2 separate regions of the Mus musculus genome follow, and region 2 is linked to region 1. The links are chromatin contacts, called in public HiChIP or PLAC-seq maps. All regions are on one chromosome and are shown on one strand. The core of a region is the stretch at or near the end of the contact, and the rest is flanking DNA. Distances in the headings are between cores, read along the strand shown.

Evidence for each region. HiChIP or PLAC-seq counts read pairs in DNA pulled down with a chosen protein or histone mark.
Region 2: an H3K27ac HiChIP or PLAC-seq map of the NIH/3T3 cell line shows a contact between it and region 1, with 5 times the contacts expected there. The contact joins the enhancer-like site here to the promoter of Anxa3 in region 1. A contact is called at or near these places in 3 of 39 promoter capture datasets (the 3T3-L1 cell line and the C10 cell line), 1 of 484 Hi-C or Micro-C datasets (the C2C12 cell line) and 1 of 115 datasets of contacts at active chromatin or transcription factors (the NIH/3T3 cell line).

The regions. Positions count from the first base shown.
Region 1 is chr5:96,791,500-96,795,879 of GRCm38.p6, forward strand. Anxa3 (annexin A3) reads left to right here and starts at 1,886. Exons shown (of 13, transcript NM_013470.2): 1 at 1,886-2,064.
Region 2 is chr5:98,941,999-98,946,378 of GRCm38.p6, forward strand. It overlaps Prkg2 (protein kinase, cGMP-dependent, type II), which reads right to left. Exons shown (of 19, transcript NM_008926.4): 16 at 1,416-1,538; 17 at 156-218. Among named protein-coding and RNA genes, the nearest start is that of Gm42123, 53 kb to the left of the region's middle. Within about 2 kb of position 1,978, at least 46 of the 459 cell types and tissues checked have an H3K27ac peak or open chromatin away from gene starts, as enhancers often do. A contact at or near this core is called in the C2C12 cell line and the NIH/3T3 cell line, where this site is marked.

The DNA.
Region 1 (4,380 bases), core at 636-3,135:
GCACATACACATGCACACACAAACACATACCTCCCATCTGAGTTCATATGCCATTAAACATGCCACACACAAAAGCATGCACACATACACAAATATGCACACATAGGCACATATACAGACATAAATAAATGTAAAAGGAATTAAGAACTAATAAATAGTATTTTATAGTACTGCTACATCAATATTTGGAACTAACATAAAATAACATATGAGAAAAACTATAACTATGCCCCAATACAGAAAACCTAAGATTCTTGATGAAGTTCTGCACCGAGGTAGAGTAACATCAGGGCTGGTCTGCTGACCACATCCACTTACTTGACCTGCTCACTCAGTTTGTCTACACTTGCTTCCTCTTCTGTACATCTTTATGTTTTGTGGTGGTGGTGGTGGTGATGATGACGGTGATGATGAGGGTAATGATGGTGATGCTGGAGGTTGTGGTGATGCTGGAGGTTGTGGTGGTGATGGTGGTGGTGGTGGTGGTGGTGGTGGTGGTGGTGATAGTGGTAGTGGGGTGTATATGCACATGCGTTTGTTGTGTGTGTCTGAGCATGCAGAAACCAGAGCAGTATGTCTTCCAGTGTTGCTGTCTGCCTTATTCCCTTGACAGAGTCTCACACAGAACCAGGAACTTACCATTGGTTAAGCTGGTTTGCCAGCCAGCTCCAAAACACAGATTAATACCAAATTTTACATGGGTCCTGAGGATTCAAACTTAGGACCTCGTTTTTTACAAACTTTTTACCCTCTGAGATATTCCCCTAGCCCCTCTGTTCCACAGGCTTTAATAAAAACTTCTGTGTCCTAGAAACAACCTGAAGAATGTAAAAGTAAACAGATGACATAGTCCACTAACTTCAATGTCTGATAATTAGTGGCTTTTCCACCTATCTTCTTTCACAGACACTACCCGATATTAAGTGGATGTCTTTAGGTTTCTATTGCTGGGGTAAAACATCGTGGCGAAAAGAAACTTGAGGAGGAAGGAACGAGTTTGTTTCAGTTTATGCGTCCGCAGCACACCCTGCCATTGAAAGAAGTCAGGGCAGGAACCTAGAGGGACCCTGGAACCGGAAGCAGGAGCTTGCGCAAAGGCCAAGGGAAGAATGCTGTCTATTTTGCTCTCTAGGACTTGATCAGTCCTTAAAGGCATACAAGGACCAGCAGCCCAGGGATAGCACCGCCCACAATGGTCTGGGTCCTCCCACCTCAAACGCTAATTAAGGAAACAGAGTCCTAAAGGCTTGCCTAAACCTCATTTTATGGGAGTCACTTTCTCAATTAAGGGTTCTAGTTTGTGGGGAGCTGACACAAAACTGGCCATTTTAGTGGGAATTTAATGTTTATCCTCCGTGACTTACCTGTGGTTCTGAGGGCTCAAAACACAAACACTGGTGCTTCTCTGAGCTCTAATCCTCCCTTTAGAGTCAAAAGGCCAAGCAGAGACACTCCTCAGACTCATAAACTCAAAATCTAGCTCTGCCGTTCTTTCTGTATGATTTGACCTCCCTTGCCTCTGTGACTCCTTGTAAAATGAGTACAATCGCATCTGTCTTGTAGTTTGGTTATCATGCGGGGTTTAGACCAGTGCCTGACTCGAAGGACCCTCTAGGTAAGTAAGCCATACTTAGTATAGGTACCTGTGAGGACTGTCAACTCTGAATCCATGCTGTCTAGAAAATGAGCCAAGCCCTAAAAGGAGGGGGTGGGAGTGGGGGTGGGCGGGGGATGGGCGGGGGGTGAGAAAAGTGAAAAGAAAGAAGACAGAGGAAAGGGTTTGGGTTTGGAGGAAGCTGGAGGAGGATGTGAGGGAGACAGGGGAAGGGGAGGGCTTGCGAGGGGGGCGTGGTGGGTAGGTCACGACTGGAGCAGAGAGGATCCTGGATCCAAGAGCCACTTGCAAGCCGGTCCTGGGCAGTCCGTGAGTAGAAACAGGAGGAGGGGCTGAGGAAGGGTGCGGTCTGGGTTGCCACCCAGGCTAGCCGGGAGCTACGGCCGGCCGAGGCTGATCTTTCACCTTCGCTGAGCTTCTGCCTGGGCTTCGCCTCCGCGGCCCCAAGGGTAAGTTTCCCATGCCCGCCCCTCTACAACCACGGAACATCAGGTTCCCGCGGAGTCCCAGGTCGTGAGCGCAGCTTGCTCCTGGGGCTGTTCCCTCCCCTCCCTTCCCCCAAGCCCTCTTCCCTTCTATGGAAATAGAAGAGACTTGACCTGGGGGGCACAAGGGCCGAGCTGAGTAAGTTATCAAACTTAGGGTCTTGCAGCCCAAGCTCACATCCAGGGGACTGCTCATTCCTAAATGTCTCGGAAACATTTAAAAGAAGAAGGGTTAGAGGAAGGTCTCCTGCCCCTGCTCAGAGTTCTGTGCTGAGAACTTTTTTCCTAAGGCTCCCATGAGAGATCTTTCTCCCCTCCAAGTGTCTTTTAGCTTTACTTTGTATAGGTAGGAGAAAGATGTATTGGACTTTGAGAGTTGGGGAACTTCGGTTTTCTCTTTTAAAAGACACCGTTTTCTTTGATTGCAACAGAATTCTATTCACTAGACATGAATCACCTCCCCTGCTTCTTGAGTCAGCAGGTGAGGTATCGAGGTAGAGGTATGTGGTTTGTGATTGCAAATAGCCATATATAGAAGTTCTGGGTCCTGTGCCAATAGAAAGTTGAGCAGCCGGGGCAAAATTCTTCCCCAGGAGGTGCGTTAAAGAGAAGAGGTTCCTGCCCCCGAGAGAACTTCAGTTTCTACTCCTCACCAACATCATAAAAAGCAGACTAAAAGGTTATTCTATGAAGAATCATTACTGGTTTTCCTGAAGGTGGAAGTTTCAAACTGCCTAGAAAGGTACTTTTAAACTCAAACGAAGATCAGACCACTGTCCGCAGATCTGTTGGTGTTGAGAAATCGGTAGAAATGCCAGCAGGAGGAAGTACAAGAAAATGTAGCTGCTGTAATCCCCTTCAGGAAGGATGTGTTTAAAGCTCTATTGTTAGATCACTTGGCTTGCACTATGGAGTAATTCTCTACTTTTTACAAGCTTAAAGGATGGCTTGATAATACTTCTTAGAAATTTCCACATTATATTGGATCAACAAATGTCAAGCATCAGTTTGGGTCCGGGGCCACAGGGCTTGGGGATTAACGGTTCATTCCTTTGCAATCTAGATGCCTGGGTTCAGTCGGGTCGACCCAATAGCTGTATGGTGGGGATTTCACTATTGCTTCCTGTGCCTCCAGCATCTTCCTGTGCTGTTAATGATGTCTCTCTCACTAACTAGGTTATTCTGAGGCTTATGTTTAAATCATTGAATACAGTTTTTTTTTTTTCATATACACCAGTGAATAAACATTGCACAAATCCCCAGCTTTGAGAGCTCACTTTCTAACACTTTGCCTGTCACCTGACACCTAGTAAAAACACAAGATGCTGGCTGACAGCATAATCTATCTTATTTCCTCCCAGCAATAGAAACAGCCATCTCCCTATTTTACACATGAGGAAATCCTGACTCAAATTAGGTCTCGAATTAAGAGATGTGTTAGCATTTTGTCTGTGTGACAGAACATCTGAGAGGAAGAATTTAAAAGGAAGAAAGATGTCTTTTTAGCTCATGGTTTTAGAGATTTTAGCCCAGGTCAGGTCAGCTGGCTCCGTTGCTAATCATTCAACGTGAGGCAGGACATGCTCATAACAGAGTCCCTGGCAGAGGAGAATACCCCACCTCATGGCCGCCAAGACGCAGAGACCAAGTGTGGGCAGTGCCAGGGAGAATACAGGGAGCTCTGAGGCCGCTCCTAAGGGATCTGCTCTCTTTAGGGAGTCTTACCCCTTAAGCTTCCACTGTTTCCCATTAAATTAGGACACCATCAATGGATTGATCTATTGTTGAGGTTAAAGTGACCATTCCTGATCCAGTTGCTTATGAAACTCCTCAGCTCTGAACACAGCTGCATTCGGGACCAAAATGGGAAGGCCTGTTGTACGTGACAAGAAGCAACCTTATCCTGTATCCACTGTATAGTCTGGAGAGAGATAGAGGGTCAGACCCTTTAATTAGAGAGGACAGGCCAGGGGAGCAGTGGTGGCGCACACCTTTAATCCCAGCACTTGGGAGGCAGAGGCAGGTGGATTTCTGAGTTTGAGGCCAGCCTGGTCTACAGAATGAGTTCCAGGACAGCCAGGGATACACAGAGAAACCCTGTCTCACCTCTGCCCCCCCCCCCCAAAACAAAACAAAACAAAACAAAAAAGAAAAAGAAGAAAAAAAAAGAGAACACAGAAGTTTCAGAGAATGAGCAAACATTAGGGCTAAATACTTCCAGTGACTATTAATGTGGTTTCAGGTCCATCTTTGGCCCTGAACTGCCACTGAAGTTTTAGA
Region 2 (4,380 bases), core at 728-3,227, 2.2 Mb after region 1:
ATGGACTATATATAAGCTGTGAGATGAAATGAGCCCTTCCCTCCCCAGGCTGCTTTTGACCGTGGTATTTATCACAGCAAAAGAAACCCTACCTAAGACACCTGGTTATTCTGCACATTTATATGTTTATGTCAGCAACAAGGAAAATCAGTTACCTGTGTTTCTTAATGTCGTTGATCCCGTTCTTCAGATTTCCCAGCCTTTCTGTTGGGTTTTGCCTAAAATGATTGATGGGAGAAGTTAACAACAACAACAACAACAACAACAACATACAAGTGGTTTTAGAAAAAAGAATAGTGCTTGTGTTTAAATTCATTTACTCAATAACTTTCATCAGATCCTACTGCAGGCCAGCCATTTGACCACAGGGAGAAAACAAAATTATGGTCCTTCCATGGAGGAGCTGCAGCTGAGTGTCTGGATTCATCTATCTGTTCTCTGCATGAGCTGTGGATAGACTTGAATAAATACTAGCTTGCAAACTTAGTTGCAAATGCTGCTGAGAAAACTGGGAAATGTGTTAGGATTTCATTTACATCCAAGCTGCAATCTCAGAAGTGTGTAGGTATTCCTATTTGCAAATCCCAAACTAGGTTTGATGTTTTTGATTTACTAACTTTATATGCTTTAAAAACATCTCCAAAGGTGGGACAGGGGCACAGCAGTGCATTGGAGTTTGGGCCAAACAAAACAAAGCTCTAGAAGTCTCCAATGTTTCTCTGAAAATTGATGTTTTCGATAGTAAGTCAAAGGCTGAAATAATTTAAAAGAAGACTGGAAAAGTACATTTTCTTAAAGACTACGAAGGGGCTGGAGAGATAGCTCAGTGGGTGAAAACATTGACTATTCTTCCAGAGGACTCAAGTTCAAGTCCAAGCACCTGTAGAGCACTCACAGCTGTCTCTAACTCCAGCCCCAGGAGACACAACAATGCCCTTTTTTAATTTCTATGGACATGCACATGGTGCACAGACATGCATACAGGTAAAATACCTATAAACACAAAATAAAAATAAATAAAAATCTTTTCTTGAACTCTGTTAAAAAACAAAAAGGAAAGAAGACTACTAGGGAGCTGGAGACACAGCTCAGCTCCATGGTCAGGGGAATTTGCTGTTTCTCCTGAGGACCTGTAATGGGTCCCCAGCATCTACACGACAACTCACAACAGTCTATAACTCCAGTTCTAGATATGATGACATCGCCTAGCCTCTGAAGGCACCAGGCATGCACCCGTGCACAAATACACATGCAAAAATATTTTCAAAAATATTTAACTTAAAAACTTTCTTCAGTTACAACAGCAACATAAGATGTCCAAGTACTGAACGCACAAACGTAATTGCAAAACATCTCCGCATTGCACGGGGAGCAGAAGCCTTCACACTTCCTCTGTGGCCCATGGTCATTCTCACCTGCAAAGCCTCCGGATCAAATCCTCAGGGCGCCTTGTTATCTTTCTGGGGAAATCCATTTTCTCGATTCCCTTGAGAATCAAATTGTAGGTCATCATTTGGTCTATCCCAGAAAAGGGAGGGCTGGAGAAGACACAAAATAAGACGCACTTCAGAGAGAGTCTTGTGGGGCTCCTCTTTTCCTACTTCTCTTTCCACTCCGGTTCTGTTCTCTGACCCTCCCTCTTAGTTACTTTACAACAAATTGGGGTATATTGTGGAAAGCCTTTAATCAATTTCCCATCACTTAAATAACCCCTAAAAGGAGAAGACAGAAAGGGAGGGGGTGTGATTTTCTTGTGTGTGTGTGTGTGTGTGTGTGTGTAAGAAGGTGAGTAGGAAAAGCCTCCTTTCTACGCTGACAAAGGAGAAGTCTGAATGGACAGAGGGAGCCAATGAGACACAGAGTTGTCTTGTTTGAGATCACTGAGTTCTGAGACAGGAAGTACAAAGGAATGTGTCGGGAGTGGGCAGGAGTGGGCAGTAAATGGTAGAATGAGTAAGCTTCCAGGGACGCTGAGAGATTACCACAGCATCCTGTGTATCCCGTGGGCTACAGTGAAGATCTGGGCATGGATCTGAGTCAGTGGTAGAACTTACAGCAACTTGAGTCATCTTTTTTAATACAAGAAATAAAGTCCAGTATGGGGTGAGGCTGGCAGGCTGGCGGTGGGAAGCTGTGCTGAAGATATTGAAAGAGACGTGGCTCTATCTAGTCCATGGACTGTACTAATTATGTCTCTTTGTCAGATTTATATGTTGGAACCATAATCTTGAAGTGATGGGATTTTATAAAGTTAATTAGGTTGAGAGTGTGCCTATCAATGAATAGGATTGGTGACCTTCTAAGACAGGAGTCTGGCTGGCCATCTTTTTCCTAGCGAGGATCCTATAAGTCTACAACTAAAAGGGAGTCCTCACTAGAGCTCAACTTTTTGCTGAGGCTTCCAGCCTCCCAAACTGCAAGAAATAAATGAGCTTTAAAAAAAGTCACCAGCCTATAGAATTTTGTGATATAGCCTGGCCTAAGACTAATGATAAAACTAACAGGATTTGCCAACGTAGTGAATGTGGTGGGGAAGAGAGAAAAGAAATTCAAGAATGATTCCTGGCCACGGTGCCCACTGAATAGAACTATTTTCCCTAAGATGGACAAACTAGGGACGAGGCAAGTGCTATAATTTGGGTCTAGGCTAGTCCCCAGAGGCCCCGGTCCCCAAGCTGTGTCATAATGGAGACGTAACAGGAACTTTTCGGAATGAGGCCAGAAGAAAGGCCATTGGAGAAAGGACCTTAACTGGAATATTGAGATGTTCGTCTCTTCCTCTTTGTGTTCTGGCCACCTCATAGTGACAGACATCATTTGCCGCATGCTCTGTCATAACGTGCCATGTTCCCAAATCTACAGGGTCAGTGATTCATAGACTGAAACAAGGAACCAGAATACATCTTTTCTTACTTCTAAGTGACCTCAGGTATTTGGTCACAGCAATGGAAAGTCACCTGACTCAGTGTTGCTGCAGCTAGTCACCGGGGAAAGGACCCTGGCTATGTTGCAGAGCCATGTGGACCTGAGAGGCAGGCCATTGGGTTTATGGGCCTAACATTGAAGAGAAACACTAGGAAGATTAACTTGGTCCATCTCATCATCTCATAAGGTTTATGGTTGTAGGACTTGAGGATATGACGCAGTAAGTGTTAGGTGGAAAAGAGGTCAAGGACTGACTGGTTCAATGTAACTATCAGGAAAATGAGAAAACTCAGAAATGAGTACAGAGATGGGGCTATCACGGTAAGATGAGGAGGGAGAGGCAGGGCCTGTAAAGCACCGAAGAGAATACTTCAAAGACTAGTGGGGTTTAGATGTAGCCACCAAAGTGGGGCAACATTTTAATTTGTTTATCACTTTGATTCCTAAAACATTTTCATGTCTGGGCTAGTACACCATTTAAAATTTGAAGATTAAAAAACACCTAATTACTCTGTTGTTTAGCAACTATGGCTGTACTACTTGGAAACCAACTGTCCTCACCTTTGGCACAATAAAATAAAATAATAAAGCCTTAGAGCAAAGGTAATGCATTGAGTTTCAAGTAACCTCTGATTCCACTGTGAAGAAAATGAAGCCAGAGGCAAAGCCATTGGTTTGGCATCTTCAATACACAGAGATGCATGCACGAGCATATTTACAGCCTTGTTATGATTCTCATGGTGTTCTTTCCCTGACAACCTGAAACACTGGATCAGAGAATTAAAAATGGACTTTCTTCTGCCCTGAAAATGCCTGGCAAAATATCTCCCTAACTTCTTTATGATGGTTTGAGGCCCCCTTAGCAATTCCAAGTTGCTGTCCCTTCTCTCCCTCTGTTATTTCCCCAATTTATTTTGCTGTTCTGCATGACACATTTCTCAGGTGACAAAGATCCACATGTATTTTCCAGAAGCTCCAAGAACCACCATGCCAGTAACATTCCCTTAGACATCTCTAAGATGAAGGAATAAATATTGGAAACAACACAGGGTTCGCACACCTTAAACAATCTGCTCTTCTCCATGACTACCTGGAAAATTCCATCCTTCCATCTCACTCTTCCATCATGACTATCTGAACATTGTTAATAATGATTCAGCTAAAATGCAGATTTTCAAATCTGTTTCCCCAGTGTGTGTGTGGACAAAGATGTGAACCATGGGTGTTTTCACATTTTTTATTTAATATTGAGGCTTGCAGCACTTAAGACAATTAAGTAGAACACAGCTCAGTGGTGGACTGCATCTTTAGAACGTGCAAATCCCTATTTAGGTCCTTATTGTTGCAAAAAGAACATGTGTATGTTGACATTTACTGCCCCAAATGGATTCATCGTAGGACTGATTACACAATTCTTAGTGCAAATGTCTCTGAAACTAATGTTGATCACAGTTG